Linked DNA regions of Hordeum vulgare: all the other regions are linked to region 3. The links are chromatin contacts, called in public Hi-C maps. All regions are on one chromosome and are shown on one strand. The core of a region is the stretch at or near the end of the contact, and the rest is flanking DNA. Distances in the headings are between cores, read along the strand shown. Region 1 holds the start of LOC123411254 (chaperone protein dnaJ 11, chloroplastic-like). Region 2 holds the start of LOC123407290 (serine/threonine-protein phosphatase 4 regulatory subunit 2). Region 3 holds the start of LOC123412041 (enhancer of mRNA-decapping protein 4-like).

Region 1 (2,700 bases), core at 141-2,640, 250 kb before region 3:
GCAACGCAAAAGAAAAAAACAATTCGCTGCAAAAATTATATCCGTACGCATTGCCTCCTCCTGTCGATCCTGGGCCACCCTGGCCTGTGCCCAGTCCGCCGCCACACCACTCGCCGCCGCGGCCGACCTCAACCGCCACCCCTGTCGATCTCAACCCACCCGCCTCCGCGACCGTACCTCTCCCCGCTCACTGCCCCCGTTGCGGCGCTCGAGAGTATCGCGTCGACCCTGGTCCACCCTGTCCTGTGCCCAGGCCGCTGCCACACCACTCGCCGCCGTGGCCGACCTCAACCACCACTGTTGTCGATCTCAACCCACCCGCCTCCACGGCCGTACCTCTGCCCGCTTGCTGCCCCCGTTTCGGCGCTCGAGCACAGCTTCTGGATCAAATCAACGCGGCAACTACAGTGACTTGGGATGATGCGTCTGCTCGATGCAGAACGGCGGCAACGCGACGGAGCGAAGTACTTGCAGGTGGAGGCGGTCCTCTATGGCTCACACGGGGAACTCCGAGGTTATGGCGCGGCAACGGCGACTCCTTATGGCCAGATAGAGGCGCCTAACCCTTGCTCCCCTCATCGTATCCCCTCCTCCGGCAGGAACTCATCATTTGGTGAGATCCCCTCCCCATGCCTCCAACCATGTGCCAAGCACCGGCAAGAAATTTTGTTTTGTGGGGATTTGTTTGCTGATGAATGAATGTATTGAATGTAAGATTGTATTGTTGTAGAGACAGAGAATGGAACACCACCTTCAGTTTGTCATCTGATCCCACATTCTCTACCCCATGAGTGAAATAAAATAACAGTACATTGATCAATTCACGTAGCCTCTATGTTTTGCTTTACTTGTCCCGCTCAATTTCTCAGCATGGTGGAATTAACAATGGACGGGTTGATTTCTCAACAAAATAGGATAGGACTGACTACATTAGTTAGTTAGCTTATTATTTTAATAAATCAAAATGATTATAAAAAGATTAAAAGCGTGTTGTATTTTTTTCTCCCGTTGCAACGCATGGGCCCTTTTGCTAGTATAAACTTAAGTAAAAATTAACTAAATTCAATAGTATTACCTTTCTATCAAAATATAACACGAAATATAAGACCTTTTTGCTGTTCAATTTGAACTGCAAAACTTCTTATATTTGATATGGATGGGGTAACTATGAAGAAAGAAATTACACTCTTTTTTTTTTGGATAACAAAGAAATTACACTCTTGAGCGGGAAGCTGACGACTTTACCACATCGTTGCTTGATGTGGATCAGATCAATAAAAGATCGAAATGTCGTGACCTGGCAAGCTAGACTGCTAGAGTGATGATGTCGTTCTAGAAGGCAGATGCAGCGAGGGCCCACACCGACGGCGCCTCAGAACCGGCCGACCCATGGTGCGACACCAACGGAAAACCATTCCCGCCCTCCTTCCTTCTACTCCGACAGTCGACAGTGACGTCCCATCCCCAACCTAAATAGCAAGTGATCGATGTCATGTCCCCACCTCTCCACCACCTTACATCCAAACCTATCTCGAATCGCTGGCATGCAAGAACCCTTCATAATCACAAGCTTCAGCTCCCCGCCCTCGCGCACACCCAGCCGAAGTGTTCAACTCCCAGCCCACTCGACCCCCCAACCCCCAACTCGACCACGACCAAGCCGAAGGTCTACTCTAGCCAATGGCGGGAGCAGCGCCTGTGGCGCCGCCGATGGTATCCGCGGCGAGGCCGGCGGCGGGGTCGCTGTACGAGGCGCTGCGCGTGGGGCGCTCGGCGACACAGGTGGAGATCAGGACCGCGTACCGCTCCATGGCCAAGCGCCTCCACCCCGACGTCGCCTCCTGCGGCCACGGGTACGGAGGGCCCGAGGCGTTCCTGGAGATCCGGAGGGCGTACGAGACGCTGTCTGACCCGGCGGCCAGGGCGCGATACGACAGCTCGCTCGGGGTGTTCCGCGGCGGCGGCGGCGGCGGCGTGATGCGGGTGCGGAGGTGGGAGACGGACCAGTGCTGGTGATCCATCCACCAAGCCATGATGTCCCAACTCCCATGAACGTGGATGAGCTGCAACGGCCTGCGTAGGTGCAGTTTTTTTTAAGTCGTTCTCGGCGCAGTTAGTGCTAGGTTAGTGGAAAGGTTGTGGTGTGGGCCCAGTCATCTGTCCCTCTATGTAGCTGGCCCCACTTGTTAGTCTTTTTTGCGGGGCCATTTTTTGGTTCGGTGGTGTAGCTTTTGTAAACATATATATTCAAGCTTGCTACTCTTCAGCTGTTTTTCGCCTAAATTTTTAGTTTCAGGTGTTTGAGAGTGAGTAAAATGCATTATATCATTGGACTTATCGTATACGCTCACTTTGATCACTCTACTCAAAAATATGATCACTATATACGTGTTGAGGTGGTTATACGGTCGCTAGTAGATCGTATAGCTCCGTATTTCATCTATTTGACCAGTTAAACAATCTCGTTAGCTCACTTTCTCTCTTTGCTTATGTGGGTTCTACTTGTAAGTGGGTGAAAGAAATAAGCATAGCGAAAATAAAATTATGCGCAAGCGGACAATCAAACCCTACTCGTTTAGCTTATGTGTCCTCAGGCTAACCAGCCGCACAGGACGCGCATCGGGTTTAGCTAGTTGATGATGAATAGTGAACTAAGTACCACGGCTAAGCGTGTCATGGATGCGTGGATCCGTCGTGCAG
Region 2 (2,880 bases), core at 284-2,783, 140 kb after region 3:
CGCCAGCCACCCTTCCACCCATATAACCTGCGATCTAGGTCTGGTAGGGATCCTATTCCTATCAAAGACCTTTTAGAGATTTCACTATGGACTACATACGGAGCAAAATGAGTGAATCTACGCTCTAAAATATGTCTATATACATCTGTATGTAGTCCATAGTAAAATCTCTAAAAGGTCTTATATTTCGATACGGAGGGAGTAAATCTCTACCCAAGTACCCATGCATGCACATATAAGTTTCAGTACCTAACAATCATTTAAAGCTTCCGTGAAAAGGAAAATGACAATAATGAAAGCTAGATCTACAGAACCACAGCGGCCACATAAATTTGAATGGATTACCCGTCCTTCCTGTCCTGGGTGGCCGCATCCTCGATAGGATGACCCGCGTCAGCAGCTGCTTCAATCATCACCATGGGTGCTGCCACGCCGTCAGCACGCTGGTCTGCATCTACATCTGCTTCAGTCATCACCATGGGCGCTGCCACGGCGCCAACACGCTGGTCTGCGTCGACAGCCTCCTCTTGAACCACCATAGGCACAGTCGAGCCCTCAACACGCTGGTCTGCGTTGACAGCTGCCTCTGGCACCACCACAGGCACTGCCGAGCCCTCGACATGCTGCTCTGCGTTAACAGCTGCCTCTGGCACCACCATGGGTGCTGTCGAGCCCTCGACATGCTGGTCCGTGTCGACAGCCGCCTCCAGCACCACCATGGGCAATGTCAAGCGCTCGACATGCTGTTCCGCCTCGACAGCCGCCTCTGGCACCACCATGGGCACCGCCGAGCCCTCGACATGCTGACCTGCGTGGTCAGCCACCTCCGGAGCCACCCTGGGCCCCGTCGAGTTCTCCGTTGCCGCACCCTCCATGCCCAACCCTTCCAGTAACTGCAAAATGGCAAAAATTCTTAGACAAGAAATTCAGGTATTCATCACATCGTCCTGGTTCCCTTAAAACACCACAAATCATTCCACATCCTATCTAATCGCAGGCAGTCTCGTTCATCTTCCCCGCCTCTCCCATGGCAGCACTCCTTCCCCATCCCAAACTAACGATTCGTCTCAGCACTAACCGCCACATGCTAGCTCCCCGGCGCCGCGCCACAACCCTAGCTCATGGCCACGACGTCTCCGCGTCCGAATAGCATGCACCACCACCAATCACACCCAAATCACGGAGCGGACGACCGCATCGAGGCAATGGACGGCACCGAACCAGCACCCACGCAGTACCTGCTCGAGCCTCCCCGTGCCCAATCAACAGACGGCGGCAACAAACACGCCCCTGATCCAAACCAGCAGGGGAGGGCTCCGCGAAACCCGAAGGCCGGGAGAGGCGAGAGAGGAGGAGTGTGGGGAAGGGGGGAGGAGGGGCGCACCTAGGACCTTGCTTTCCTGCGGCGGGGGTGGCGGAATGGTGGCCGGTGGGGCGAGCTCCGGGCGGCGGCCTTATGAGCGGCGAGTGGGAGGCCGGCTGCGGGAGGGGCCTGGCTGGCTGGCTGGCTGGCAACCTGGCTAGGGTGGATCAGGACCAGAGAAGTTTGGGTGCGGGCGTACGGCGGCTTCAGGATCGAGTCAGGGGTAAAATGGTCTGTTCAACCCTGGCAGCGGTGGTGGGTCAGGGTAAGTGGTGGGTAGAAAAGGGAAAAACGGACTGGTACGAATATTCAATTCTCAGCCGACGCTCATTGCAAACCAACTTACAGTTAAATGGTAAGTTCAAAAAAAAAAACTTGCAGTTAAATGGTTGAAGAGATTGTGGTATTCTCAATTCATTAGAGTTTAATTCTAGTGTTTATATTTATTTCTGAGTTTATTTTTTAGTTTTCGACGATGCGCATTCGATGAAAGAAAACGTTTATGATTATGGTGACTTCGTAAATTTTAAAGATAATATGTCGGTTCAGTCTTTCGAAAATGCTCATAGAGGTAGGATATACGTTCATAAAGATGATTGTATGCGCGCATATAAACGTTTATATTTGTACTATGTTAAAAGAACAGGCTCATTTGCATCTCATGAACAACAAATTTTACAAAAATACTAGTAAAATTTGAAAAAATAAATTTATTTATATGGAAGATATTTTGAATGTGTGAGGTCCATGTCAAAATTCAAAGCATTTGAACATCAAAGTAGCTCTCAACAAAACAAACCAAATAGGGTTCGAACAATGCACAAACAATAAACTTTTTTACGGACTCAAAATTTGTCATTTTCACTCACAGCTACTCCTACATCCAAATATTTTGAAATTAGGTATGTACATCACACACTCAAGCATTTTTCTCCATTAAAAGGTTGAATTTTTAGTATTTTAATGAAATTTAGCATGTACATCACACGCTAAAGCATCTTTCCACATTAAAATTTTAATTTTTTAGTATTTTAAATGATTTGTTTGTTTATTTTCAGACTCATCTGAGCGTGGGAGCCAAAACACCTCACTTTTTGCAACAATTTGAAGTGCCCTAAGTACCTAAATCCTCAAAATTGATATACTTTCATATAAAATCCTTGTATAAAAGAAGATCAAAATGAACTTCTGTGTACCGATGCAAATGCCTCTACATGATTCATGACACAATAAAGTTATATACTTACGATTAGAAGAGTGCCAAATACATATCCCTTTTTGTGTGTGTTGGGGGGAGGGGGGCTTAAAAGAACACTTATAGATAAACACAAGATATAAAAATAAAACCAATTTGATAAGAGCATCTCCAACAGCCGCGCTTCGGGCCGCGCCTAAAAAACCTGTTTGCCGCGCGCCCATCGTCTGGTTTGGCGCGTCGCGCAGCGCTGGCTCCAGCAGCAGCGCTAAAGTGCAGCGCGCGCGCCGCTCCAGCAGCGGGTAAAAATGCAGCGCGCGCG
Region 3 (2,872 bases), core at 215-2,714:
CGAGTGGACTATAAATATGACTAGACATTTATAATCTGAACCTGGCTTATGCAGCAAGCATATTTGGCTATTCCCTTCGGATTTCTGCTGCACGTAGCACCATATTATTTCTCTTGGCAACATAACCTTTCAATAAATACTCCACCCATATTTAGTTAATAGTCAAGACCTCAGACTGGAATATGACTGTCATCATATGCAATATATCATCATATGCAATATAAGAGTCAGATTTACTGCCCCCGGTACGAAGTGACCAACACTAGATCGAATTCGAGTCCGTACTTTGAGATTGCATGCTTTGTGTATACAAACCACGCAACACTTCACTTTTTCAGGTGAACTAATATCCATCTAGTTTATACCAATCCATTTCCATGCATCCCATCATTGGAAATGAATTTATGACTAAGGGATAGTCTACACCATAGCATCACACTGTTTCCTCAACACACAAATTAATGCTTATAGGGAGCTCGTGCATAGAGCAACAAATCTGCACTAACATCACAGGGCTCCAACAAGGCACTCAACGGCAAAAAAATATTGGTACTATCAGTCTACAGAAGACGTACCTGTGTGTGCCCACGAAGGAGCGAGCGTAGTGCGGTGTTGATGTTGAGCACGCGGATGTTGCCAAGCTTGAGGCCGTACACGATGTACGTCCGGTTTACAGCGATCTGCCGGCCCAGCACCAACCCAGGGTCCGAGGTGTACTTGGTGATGGGAGTCACTTCCAGCTGCGGTGGCTGCGCCTCCCCTGGCAGCCGCGAATCGACATCGTGCACGGCCCTGTCCCCCGGCCCCAGCAGCCTGCCCCGGGGCATCTTGCTGCTCGTGCTTGTCATCCTCGCCGGCGGCGCGGACGGCATCCCTGGCAGCGGCGCCACCGGGCCGCCAGAGAACTCCGATGACGTGGGCGGCATGGACGCCACGGACTCGAGGTGGGCGGGCGCGGTGTTGCCCAGCAACTGCATGAGCCGAGCTCCCGGGTTGGGGCCGGGGCCGGGGTTAGGGAGAGGGTTTGCGGTGGGGTTAGGGTTCGCGAAGGCGGCGACAGGGAGGTGGGCGGCGTTGGGATCGGTAGGGTAGTGGAGGTACTGGTTGCGGTGGAAGGGCGGGGTGGCGGGCGGGTAGGAGTATGGGCCCGGCGGCCCGGCGGCCATCGGCGCGCCGGGCGGGGCGCCCGGGAAGATGCCGGTGGGGGTCGGGACGGTTGTGGGGTGGTTAGGGTTTGGGGGAGGCTTGAAGAGCCTGCTGAGCTCGAAAGGGGCGCTGGGGTTGGGGTTAGGGTTTCCCGAGGGTGACGCCATGAGAGGCCGCTCGAGCGCGAGGTGGATCGGTTAGGGTTGAGATGGGGAAGGGGATGGAGGAGGAAGACGTAGAAGGAGGGAGGAAGCAGAGGAGGAAGACGGAGAATGCTCCCCTGACAGGATTTTGGGAACAATGGCAGCTGCCTAGTGGCCACCTCTTATGATGATCAGTTTAAGTTGAAGTTTAAACGAACTTACGTTAAGTCGGTTTGTTTTTTGCGAGATAGGTTTAAGTACAGTAGAAGTTTAAACGAGTGTAAGTTCAAATGGATGTAAGTTTCCGAAAAAATAGCAAAGGGGTAGAATGTTTTGTCGAACGTTAATTTGTGGCATAAGAAGGATATGGCTAGGTCTCGATCAATTGAGACTTAATCAAGTCTTAATCAAGTAACATAGTACTTCCTCCATTCCTAAATACTATAAGTTTTTAATGAGGTTTCATTAATGGACTACATACATATGTATATAGACATACTTTAGAGTATAGAATCATTCATTTTGCTTCGTATGTGGACTCCTAGTGAAATATCTTAAAAGATTTATATTTAGAAACGGAGGGAGTAATATTTAAGATAGAACAAAAAAAACTGAAAAAAATAATAGGGTCTCAATCTAAAATCTCATAAACACATTACCGACTAAGACATAAGCAAGTCTCAGTCAATTCAGATTTACCAAAATTGTAAGAAGAATAGTTTAACTTTGCTACAAGTTTAGAGCATCTACAGCCGTTCGCCACCCCTCCCCCCCCCCCCCCCGTCTTGAAATATCGCCTCCTAGAGGCTAATCGGCGATATTTTCGTCGTGGGGAGCTCTGGTTCCCAGCCATCGTCCCCCAGACGCCGATTTCAAAAACAAATTTGGCTTAAATTCAATGAAAATTATTCAATTTTGTACAAAATATAGGCGGTTTCATTCATATTTACACAAATTTAAAAACATACATAAAAAACTAAAGAAATACGAGCCGACCCGGGGCTAGTTCATGCCGAGGAGCTTGTAGAAGTCGTCGTCGTCGCTCGGTGGGTCATCGTCGTCCTTGCTGCCCTGGGTCGCCGCTGCGGATGCACGGGGTCGGCGCAACCGCCTCCTCATCGCTATCGGAGAGGACGATGACGCCGCCATCTTCGCGGCCGCGGTGCCGCTCGGCGATCTCCTCCAAAGCGTGACGCTGGTGCTCCGTCTTCTCCCCCACATAGTCGTCGCGCGACCATTTGAGGTCGGCGTCGAGGTCAACGGCCATGGCCTCGTGCTACTTCTTCACCACGACGGTCGTTGCCGATTCCTTTGGCTTGACCAGGCGAAGGTGGCCGCAAGGAGGGGAAGGTTAGCGGCGGCCCTCGTTTATGACGAGGTTGTCGCCGGGTTGCGTCGACGGAGCGGCCTCTCCTAGCTCGGGCTTGACGGCGACGGACGGCTGATACGTCCAAAACGTATCTAGAATTTCTGCTCGTTACATGATCTTTTGGGTGACATTGTTATATGTTTTGCTACACTTTTATATCATTTTACACATATTTGGACTAACCTACTAACTCAGTGCACCCACTGTCAGTTTC

What was found. Hi-C and Micro-C count contacts between places; a contact is called where the count stands out from the background.
Region 1: a Hi-C map of leaf shows a contact between it and region 3, with 5 times the contacts expected there. The contact joins the promoter of LOC123411254 here to the promoter of LOC123412041 in region 3. A contact is called at or near these places in 2 of 6 Hi-C or Micro-C datasets (leaf and seedling).
Region 2: a contact with region 3 is called in a Hi-C map of leaf, with 7 times the contacts expected there. The contact joins the promoter of LOC123407290 here to the promoter of LOC123412041 in region 3. A contact is called at or near these places in 3 of 6 Hi-C or Micro-C datasets (leaf and seedling) and 1 of 1 datasets of contacts at active chromatin or transcription factors (embryo).

Annotation. Positions count from the first base shown.
Region 1 is chr7H:136,728,889-136,731,588 of MorexV3_pseudomolecules_assembly, reverse strand. LOC123411254 (chaperone protein dnaJ 11, chloroplastic-like) reads left to right here and starts at 1,390. Exons shown (of 1, transcript XM_045104188.1): 1 at 1,390-2,283. The coding sequence starts at 1,681. The coding sequence ends at 2,016.
Region 2 is chr7H:136,334,823-136,337,702 of MorexV3_pseudomolecules_assembly, reverse strand. It overlaps LOC123407290 (serine/threonine-protein phosphatase 4 regulatory subunit 2), which reads right to left and starts at 1,533. Exons shown (of 8, transcript XM_045100396.1): 1 at 1,385-1,533; 2 at 346-893. The coding sequence starts at 875.
Region 3 is chr7H:136,476,755-136,479,626 of MorexV3_pseudomolecules_assembly, reverse strand. LOC123412041 (enhancer of mRNA-decapping protein 4-like) reads right to left here and starts at 1,464. Exons shown (of 14, transcript XM_045104999.1): 1 at 576-1,464. The coding sequence starts at 1,313.